Regions from separate parts of the Zea mays genome. Here region 2 is linked to region 1. Evidence: chromatin contacts called from public Hi-C data. All regions are on one chromosome and are shown on one strand. The core of a region is the stretch at or near the end of the contact, and the rest is flanking DNA. Distances in the headings are between cores, read along the strand shown. Region 1 holds the start of LOC100501933 (tetratricopeptide repeat (TPR)-containing protein). Region 2 holds the start of LOC100272546.

Region 1 (5,274 bases), core at 665-3,164:
CTGTTACGGAGCCGGACGGCACCCGTTGCTGACGCGGCGAGAGCGCTGAAAAGCGCCTAGAGGCTGGTGGTTTTCTCTTTGAGACTTTTTGCGCGCGGGCACAGTGGCACACAGAGACACGGTAGCGCGGCGGTTGGGAGCGGCAGCACATGGGGAGGTGGCAAAACACGGGTTTGCCTGCATGAATGGCGGGGCCGGCGGAACCAATCGCTCGCCCGCCCGCCCCCTGGCAGTTGGCTGCTTACGGCTCACTGTTCGGTTGGGCACTGCTGCTGCAGCCATCATCCATCTTTCGTCTAGCAGCAGCAGCAGCAGTTGGAGCACTGTTCGTTCCAAATTGCCCTGTTAATTTACTGTTTGGTAGGCCTGAAATAATGGCATGTTGTCTGCTTTTATTTACCCACTTACTACGTTCCATCTGTTCCAAACGTGGGCTTATCGCATGATCCATCTCCATCTCCATGGACCATGGCCGGGGCGCCAGTGCTGTGGACGACCGAAATGATCGTGCGTTCGTAGGTACTGCGTAGAACAGCGGCATGTGGGCATGCTGTAATCAAGGGGAGACCGTCCACGTCAGGCGCCCCTGGCCCTAGCCGCGCGCCATCGTGTGTCTCGTAGACGAAACGTGGAATGCATCTGGCTAATAGTACGAGGGCTAGATACTATTTGGATCTGGGCCCACCTTCACAGTCGCCGGCGACGATGATTAATTGCCGCGCCGCGCAGGTCGGGCAGCACATGCGCTGGGCCTCCGGTGCCGTATTTTTAAGCGAGCCGTTCGGCGCTCCTGGCACAGGCGAACAGTAAGCAATGCCTAATGCTGACTCATAAGCAGATTCCGGCAGCTGAGCAGCCGCCACGTCGGTCGACGACGGGCGGAGGCGCCGCCGGGGGGGGGGGGGGGGTTTCATAAGTCCCGGCTCCCGATCGATCAGATGATTCAGATCAGATTCTCACGGCTCGGTCGGGTGCGGGGTGCAGACAAAGCAGGGAGGCAGCTGGCGGTGCAGCGAGGTCGATTGGCCCTGCTTTGTCCCTCCCTTGTCCGTGCGTGCGCGCGTGCGCGCGCGAGCCCCGCTTGGACGGCTTGGGGTTTCGACGGTTCGGTTCGGTGCCGACGCCCGACGGGGCTTCACGGAAGGCGACGCTTGCTTTTGGACTCTCCGGGTAGGTTGGGGTAGTTGGGCGGTGCCACAGTTGGCGACGACTACTTTGCAGCGTCCCTCCGATCCATCGACCTGCAGCGCAGGCTCGTCTGCGCGTAAGGTCTCGCTGTCCAAGGGCTCACGTTAACGCCAAGGACAACCTGAAGAGCGCGTATTCCATTCGGCTTGCTGTTCGTTTCCTGGCCTCCATGGACGCTACGCTAGTTGCTAGGCTAATGTAAGCTGTCATGCCTCAGCCGGTGATTGAAAGAACAGAGTACTGGGATAAGAAATATCAAATGTTCTCCCGCGTAGCGTTGATGAATACTGAGCAGATACCATTACACGCATGCACCAGCTGGGAGTGCATATTCGTTGCCTAATACCACTGTCTACTTCTAGTTAGCAGCAATTACAGAGAACCAAAGCACGACTGGGCCTACTGCTCAGTCACAAGTTGCATTGTAACAAAAGCACCGCATGCCACTGACAAACTGCACAGGCCCAAGTTACAAACACGGATACGCTTCGCATCGCTTTCAAAGAAAAAAAAAAGTGAGCTCCAATCTCGTGAAGCAGATATCCATCGTTCAGGCCTTAATTTTTTTTTCAACCTAAAACCCGCATACGTATAAAAACTCATGGGCCTAATCCAAAACGGCCCAGCTGAAACGAGGACCGTAATAGGCAGCCGCTGGTGTGCGTGATGTGATCCGGGCCTGAAAGCAGTCGCAGAGCTGTCGTGTTCCTTTGCTCTCCCCGTCCATGCTTTTGCAAAATTGCTCCAGTCAAGGGCTAGTCCAGTGCCCCCTGAACCCGCATCCGGAGCTCAGAAACCCCCGCCACCGGAGCCCGGACGGAGACGATGCCGGAGACCCATCCGCCGCCGCCGAGGCCGGTGATGCTCGCCGACCTCAACTTTGAACCAGCGGAGAGCGACGGCGAGGACCGCCCACCGACCCCCGCACCCAACCCCGCCGCCGCCGCCGCCGCCGCTGCGGCTCCGGCGGTCGCCGCTGACTCGTCCACGAAGTAAGTTTACCAAGAATACTCTTCGATCTGAGCGTGAGGGGTTTCCCGCCACTTGTACACTTGGCCAGTCGGGTGCGGCACTGTGGTTGTTAGAAATCAGGGCGTTAGTACCCATGGGCTCATGCCCGTGGGAGCCGGAACCCTAGGGCTTGATGGAGTTATTCTTTTTTTCATAGGGGGGAAGTTCATGTAGCAACTCAATTTTTTGTGAGGATTGTTACGAATTCAACAAATATGCTGTCTACATGGTTCTGAAAATTCCGTGCATATAGTCCATATAATAATTGCTGCTCCTTGCTTATAGTAGTCTAATAAATCATAACCGTCATTTATTTGAACAGGAGGTAACATGTAGTGCTCTATTTTGATTAAGAAAAGGTTACCGGAACAATACTCAAATCGTTACAAGTTTACAAGCTAACTGTTGTGTCATAGGTTATCTCTGGTCACAAATTTTATTGAGTCCTTAGATGATGAAATTGTTTATTTTTTTTGGAAAATGAAGATTTATTTTCATCCCAAGATCAGTATATCGAGATGATACATGGCCTCGGAACAACCTCCCAGCCTCTGCCCTAAGTGATATGCACACAGTTTAGATTAAAAATATTCTGAGCATACTCTGGTGAGAACAAGGTTATTAATATAGCTGACTGTTGGCTATAAGGATCCTTACAACCTACCTCTTAGCCCATCCGTGTAGTAGTTAGCTACTCCCTATTAATATATGACCCACTTGTCTTACTCACAAAGCTTCTTGGTTCTTGTATCTAAGCCGGACAGTCGGCTGTAATTTTATAGCCTGCTTCTCTCTCTTCCCTCCTCTACCTCACCATTTAGCCCCTTTGCAGCCTTTTATTATACTTGCTCTGACATTCAATTCAAAGACTAGATCACCACCCATATGCTCGGGTAAAAATATCCTTGTCCACTCGCTTCAATTGTCACGATGCCGCCACAACCGTATCCTGGAACTCTGGCCATTGAAAGACGATGAAATTGGTGGGTGGTTTGATAAAAAATGTACTTGCAGGAGTGGCAATGAAGAGGGTGGTTTGACAAAAACTGTGATCACTACAAAGGATACCGACACTGTTGAATGTGAAGGTAGCATGATAATCGATGTGCAATGCAATGGCAGGAAACTTTTCTGTCGTGAATTGACTACTTACAATTCTTCATGAACAGATGTTGATCAACATTGTCAAGGGGCTTCTGCTCCACGTGAGGAAAAAGTTAGCAACCTGAAAGCTGTGAGTTCTTGGTTTTGATGCCATTTGAAATAATTAATCTTTCATGCAATAGATAAGTGGCAGTGTGACACTGTATTATAATACATTTAATGCCGTATGAACCCTGATGTTGTTTTACCTTCTTAATTTGTGGTACTGGTACGGTTAACAAAAATGATTGAGGGCCTAACCTTACTTCTTGCAGGCTTTGGTTCATGTGGCCCGAAAAATGCCTAAGAATGCTCATGCACATTTTATGTTGGGTTTGATGTATCAAAGACTTGGTCAGGCACAGAAGGTAAATCTTCTCTTGAAAAGTTGATGTTGCTTAGCGTTTGCGTAAAACTCAAGTAGCTGCATTTAAATTTCAGGCAATAGCATCATATGAAAAGTCAACTGAAATACTGCTACAAGATGAAGAAGAAGTGCGGAGACCTGATTTACTCTCATCAGTGAGGATACACCACGCACAGGTTCATCAGCTTGATCATCAAAAAGTTACCTTGTTTCTAGTTTTATTTTCTTTCAGGTGGTCATCGGCTGCTCTTTTTGGGTGCCTATCAAATAAAGAGCTTCTACTCCCTCTTAACTCAGTTTGTTCCCCATGCAGTGCATTTTGCAAGCAAGCATGGGGGATAGTTTTGATGAAGAGCTTGAAACTGGTGAGTTAGATGACATTCTTTCGAAGTTGAAGAGTTCAGTTGAGTTAGATCACAGGCAAGCAGCTGTTTGGAATATCCTAGGTTTAGTTCTTCTTCGGGGTGGTCAGATACAGGTATTGTATGCTGAAATTGTTTCATTTTTCTCTACTGATCTTCATCATGCAGCTGTATCTGCAAAGAATTAATTGCTGATTTTTTGCACCCTATCCAGAGTGCTATCTCAGTTCTATCTTCTCTCACGGCTGTTGCTCCAGACTACTTGGACTCCCTTGCAAATCTTGGCGTTGCATACATTCAAAGGTTCGAAATACTATTTTCAGTTGTCATTGTCTTCCTTCAGACTTTAATATTTATCAACTATCAACTTTCAGTGGGAAGCTAGAGCTGTCTGCAAAGTGCTTTCAAGAACTTCTTCTAAAAGATCAAAACCACCCCGCTGCTCTGGTGAACTATGCAGTTCTTCTTCTGTGTAGATATGGATCTTTGTCTGCAGGTACATGAATGCTTGCCTGCCATAATCTTCTAGTACTTGCCATTTTCCTGTCATATCATAAAGGCATGTTTTTCCCTATGCTATTTTGCTCTAGCCAAAGTAGTGACACTAGACAATTAGATAATACACACCTTATTGTTGGATGCGTTACATCAATCGATTTGTTTGTTTATGTCCACTAATAATAAGTCCAGAAAGTATTCTTTTCCCTCCAAAAATGTGACCAACCTAGGAGAACGAGAAACTAAGCGTTTTTTTCGTTGAGAAGAATATAGGCACCCAAATTCAAGTTGAGAGAAGACTTGAACCTGGGTGGCTGGGTGCATGAGCACACCTCCCACCTAATCAGTTGAGCACCCAAATTCAAGTAATTGTATGAGCACCTAAATTCAAGTAATTGCTTTTGGCTTCTGCCTCATGCCTTGTTACAAATTCAGGGGCAGGGGGCAATGTCAGCACAGGTCCTTACGTGCATCAGAAAGAAGCCTTAGTTGTTGCAAAAGAGTGCTTGCTTGCAGCAGTGAAGGCTGATCCTAGAGCTGCATCAGTTTGGGTTAATCTTGCAAATGCATATTACATGGATGGTGAGCATAAGAACTCAAAGAGGTGCTTGGAGCAGGTAAGAAATTCTGTTATTTCAGTTTCCCTTTTATTGACATGTATTACTCAAATTAGCTGTTACAAACATTGGCAATGTTGATTTGCTT
Region 2 (4,681 bases), core at 2,083-4,582, 910 kb after region 1:
AATTATATCATTTTATAATCTCTGTTCATTCAGTCAATCGTTGTGAACTCTATTCTAATTGCTCACTTCATTGGTCGTGTTGTATCAAGACATATTTGCATGGAGTAAACAATAACATCAGTTAGCCAAATCAAAAAATATATTATACAGAGAGCGGAGACAATCAATAAAAAATATTAAAAAAATTTTGATGGATAGTTTACGTGGGTATTGTTGTAAGCCGTCGCAACGCACGGGCAACCGACTAGTTGTATTTAAAATCAGACTGCATGTTGTACGAAAAAAGGATTATTCTTAGTTCAGTTTCCACCATGCTTTGTGTAATGCGGAACTACTGAAGCAAACCCAGGATAACTCCACAGCTAAATGGCCTAGGCTCTGGACTGTACAAGATTGTAACAATTCTTATAGCAGATTTCCAGTAACATTAGAAGATTGGTGAAGCCCGTGGGCCATCAGTATTCCTTGGTATGTGCACGAAAGGTTTAATCGATTGAGACTATTGGACCGAGAGAGTAATCAGAGCAGTTTTGTACAAGGAAGGGGTACTAATATGAATGAATGGAAGGTAAAAAAAAACACAATACAAGGTAAAAAAAGTACAGTATAAATTAAAAATACAAAAAACTATATTTGGCCCATGCAGGTCTCGAACCTGCGACCTTCGCGTTATTAGCACGACGCTCTAACCAACTGAGCTAATAGGCCATTTGATAATCTGTTTCTATAAACAAATTAAATACTAATACGTGACCAATGCACATGGCTATCGAGCGACTCTGCCCGGTGAGTTGCTTCTTCACGTAGCACTGATCAACTATGCGAGGCAAATGCCAAATAATGCTACAACCACTACCTGCATCTGAGGTATGAGTAAGTTCAAATCTCAGAAATTCTACGGCTGTAATTGCACGGCAGTATAGTTCCTGCGTTACGAAATTGAAGAAAGCCTTCGCAGTACAGCAGGTCAGCAGCAGGATTATGTGGGCTCTTTACGAAATTGAAGCCGGAGAAGACATATTATTTCATCGCAGAGGTGACGAGTCAAATCAGAAATACTACTACATGATATACCATCATAAAGTAACAGTACCAGCACAACTGTTTTAACTGGAACCTCAGAACTGTTACTATCTATAGGAACCTACATCCGAGTTTCAACCAAGAGAGCTGGTCAGGAAGTCGAGCACGCATAGGTTCAGCTCCTGAAATTCTGTTTCAGAAAGAGCTGCTTCAACCAAAAACCTGCATATGTTTGCTTCAGAGGCCTCCTCGTAGTCCTTCCTCCGCTTCAGTACCAGATGGCCACTGAGCTCCCAGATTGCTGGATTGATTCTCATGTCCAGGAACTCTTGGCTCGCCTTTCCGAGGAGCTGCTTCTCCGCATAGCACTGGCCAATCGATTTTGGTGGAGATAAACATCAACACATTACTGAAGGACGTGTTGTGAACATTTGTTTCAGAGCTTATACACAACTGAGGTCGCATGGGAATACCTGTGGTAGAAGGAAAATTCTCTTGCCAGATTCAGAGATGAGGACATTGAAAGGTCTGTTGTTCTCTTGCAGGAAGATGCAGACTTTGGAGACCACATCTGACAAATCTTCCAGGCTCGCACCACCTTCGAACACAAAGCCATTGACTGGGTAATCCACCAGGTGAAAAATGCTCACGCTATTCCCTAGGGTCTTGAGCTTCTCCGTGATTGCCTTTTCAACTGGATACTGTACTTTCAGGTAGTATGCCTAGTGAACGAAATATATGACTTACTTTGAGGATTGCAATATACAGACAGTTGTCAATTGCCATGCTGCAACCAGAAGTATATGACATCGAGACATTCTAAATACTAACCTGGAAGTGAAGGTGGTTGATAGTTGCAAAGCCGCCCAGGCTGTTATAACCAACTCTGAAGAAGGGAGTCCTTGCTTCTCTTGCAACATACATGGCTATTAAGAAGCTCTCTTGATCAATCCTTTGCGGCAAACAGTCCTGGATCTTGGGAGTCAATAGCACATGGCAGTAGCCAATTGGGCTCACCTATGACACGGAAGATGACAAAAATGTTAATCAAATCATGCCGTATATCTATCAGTACAGTGTTAAGTATTTTTTTTTTTGGGGGGGAGGGGGCACTGACATTAATCAAGATGGCACTAGAAGAAGCTGAAACAGTATCAGGAACACCATCAAAATATTGTGCAGAATCTTTCTCAGTGTCATTGAATCTAAAGATCACCTCCAACGGGCTGACTTTTGTGAAATTGAACTTCTCACTAACAAATGGCTGGAGAACTTGGTTCATTGTGAACTCAGTTGGCCGCTTCTTTTGGTCACGTCCTTCAATTAATGTTGCCACAAAATTATGTACTCCAGGTAGCACCTATGGCATGATCATGCAAAATTAAGCGAGAAATGAAATCAACAAAAGACACCTGGCCATGGCCAGTTAACAGGAGAGAATCAGATCTTGAAAAAAAAAACCTTTGTTTCACAGGAACTGATGTCATGGTGAAACAAGCCCCTTGTCTTGCGATCATCCCACTGCAATGACCGTTCATGTTTATACTTCAACTAGCATTTCTTTCGATACAAATCATAATTGTAATGCAGAAATGATGTGTCTAAGACATGTAAAAGTTACAAACCTCATTAAAAAGTTTGAGTAGAAAAGGAGACAAATTTGAACCTTCGTGCTCTGTCAGGTCAAAGCTAGTGCCATCCATGGTTAGTTTTGTTGCAGCTGAAAGCATTGCCAAAATAAATATACAGGAATCAGACAGCGCCTGCAACATATGAGTTTGTGTTAGCTAAGTTCCATACAGCTCATTACTAGCATTGCGTTCAATACAAGGTCGCTATGAACGAGCATCACTTAAGAAAATGCCCAGTTGTTCATATGGAAGTGTGTAACAGTAATCCGAAAAAATAAGAAGAAAAATGTAGAAAACAGATGCATGAAGTAGACGGATCATTTCACATTTTCGACCACCAGTTTTTCTACACCACATGTTCAACTGATCCATGTGTGCTGTCTTTCCCTGACCACAAGCACAAAGACTAATGCCGGAGTTACCTAAGAAACGCCGCCGGGAGGTTCGGTTTCGGCGAGCTCTCGAAGGCGCGGGAGAAGGAGCAAACAGCGATGGAATGGGTTGGGCTAGAAGAGAAGTGACTGACATAGGATTGCCCAACTTTTATTGCGGAGGACGAAGGTTGAAATGGCCCCCAAGGGTTGGACCTCACTCAAAGAAGGTCTTCCCCCAAATGAGCAGCTGGCTTTGGTGGTTTTGCTGAGAGATTGTAGGCGGAGAAGACGGTGGATTCACGGCAACCCCACGTGGATAAGCAACGGGAAGAGAAGGGAAAGCGCCCCGGACAGGGAAATAAACGCACCTTTCCGAGCACAAAAAACAGGCGGCAATGGCGCCCAAGGATTGGAGTCTCACTCAAAGCAGGTTCCCGAACGAGGTTTCCTACTTTCCTCTGACCTCTGAGATTTCGGTTGGATTTCGGAGCGAAGACAGCAGTAGAAACTGCAAAACTGAGATGAAATGAAAGGGATAGACGAAGATGGCAGATGGGCCACGCCACGCCGATTCAGTTAACTGATGATGGGCCATGAGAGGCTTCTGCGCCAGCCCACTGGCGATAAAAGAACCGTCAAAACAAAAAATTGGATCTCGTATACGAGGACCCACTTGCAGTCAACAAAACCATTCGTGGACCACATCCACAGACTGTGGTCATGACTCATCAGTTATTCCGAGACCCTCACAAACAGACTCTGCTCATCAGGTATTTTCGGGTCTACGGTCGGTCAATCGGAGTGTACACAGCAAGCGCCGGCCCGCGGGCGCTCTCCCGAATCCCGACACCCGGAGTTGGAGTTGGAGGAGCCCGGAGAGGCGGCGGAGCGCAGCCAAAAAAAAAAAAAAAAAACCCTGAGTCCCGCAAAACCCCTAAACCCTAGCCCCTCACCTCTCGCCTCCGCCCTCATCCGCGCGACTTGCAGCGGTTGGAGGCGAAGCCGGCTCCATGACGACCCTCCTCAGGCGCGCGTCGCTGCGGCGCGTCATTGCCGCCGCCGCCGCCTCTTCTTTTCACCCTGAGGTCCAACCCTCGCTTTCTCTTCTGTATTTAAGCTTTCTTATGGCTGGGCTGGGTTGGCGACTGGCGATTCTCGGTCGAATGCTCGATGCGTTTAGTTGAGTTTTCTACTATGCTGATTGAGAGTGAGTCCTAGTTTGGTCGCGGGAGTTTGATCGTTTGTATGCATGATCACGGTCTGTGGGGCTGATCCCTCTCGATTTCAATCTCAATTAGTGACCGGGTGAACCCTTGTAGCTCCGTGTCAACGTGTTTTATGACTTTATCCCATAACTTAATTTGTAGGTTTATCTCTTGCTTTTACCTGCTTTATTGAGCGCCGCCCGAATATCACTTTCCTATTTGGAAATGTTATTTGATCTTACTGTGTGGTAGATTTCTTTTCCTATTGTGTGAAAACAAGAACAACAACGACAACAACAAATTTTTTATTCCCAAATAAGTTGGCGTATGCTGTTAAATTTCAATAAAACCCATAAATTAGAGGTAAAATTCAATATAGACTCCTATTTAAGACTATATTTTTAGTTATACTTCATCCTTTCAAGTCTTCTTTTATTGCCTCTTTCCG

The links. Hi-C and Micro-C count contacts between places; a contact is called where the count stands out from the background.
Region 2: a Hi-C map of ear shows a contact between it and region 1, with 6 times the contacts expected there. The contact joins the promoter of LOC100272546 here to the promoter of LOC100501933 in region 1. A contact is called at or near these places in 2 of 25 Hi-C or Micro-C datasets (ear and tassel).

What each region holds. Positions count from the first base shown.
Region 1 is chr3:170,141,073-170,146,346 of Zm-B73-REFERENCE-NAM-5.0, forward strand. LOC100501933 (tetratricopeptide repeat (TPR)-containing protein) reads left to right here and starts at 1,915. Exons shown (of 12, transcript NM_001196571.1): 1 at 1,915-2,180; 2 at 3,214-3,287; 3 at 3,369-3,433; 4 at 3,618-3,710; 5 at 3,784-3,885; 6 at 4,023-4,187; 7 at 4,286-4,374; 8 at 4,446-4,567; 9 at 5,005-5,186. The coding sequence starts at 2,014.
Region 2 is chr3:171,051,375-171,056,055 of Zm-B73-REFERENCE-NAM-5.0, forward strand. LOC100272546 reads right to left here and starts at 3,333. Exons shown (of 7, transcript NM_001147014.1): 1 at 3,077-3,333; 2 at 2,649-2,786; 3 at 2,485-2,544; 4 at 2,141-2,383; 5 at 1,855-2,040; 6 at 1,497-1,745; 7 at 995-1,391. The coding sequence starts at 2,753. The coding sequence ends at 1,158. LOC100384162 (putative recA DNA recombination family protein) reads left to right here and starts at 3,981. Exons shown (of 8, transcript NM_001176740.1): 1 at 3,981-4,113. The coding sequence starts at 4,039. It overlaps TRNAI-AAU (transfer RNA isoleucine (anticodon AAU)), which reads right to left and starts at 708; the gene lies at 635-708.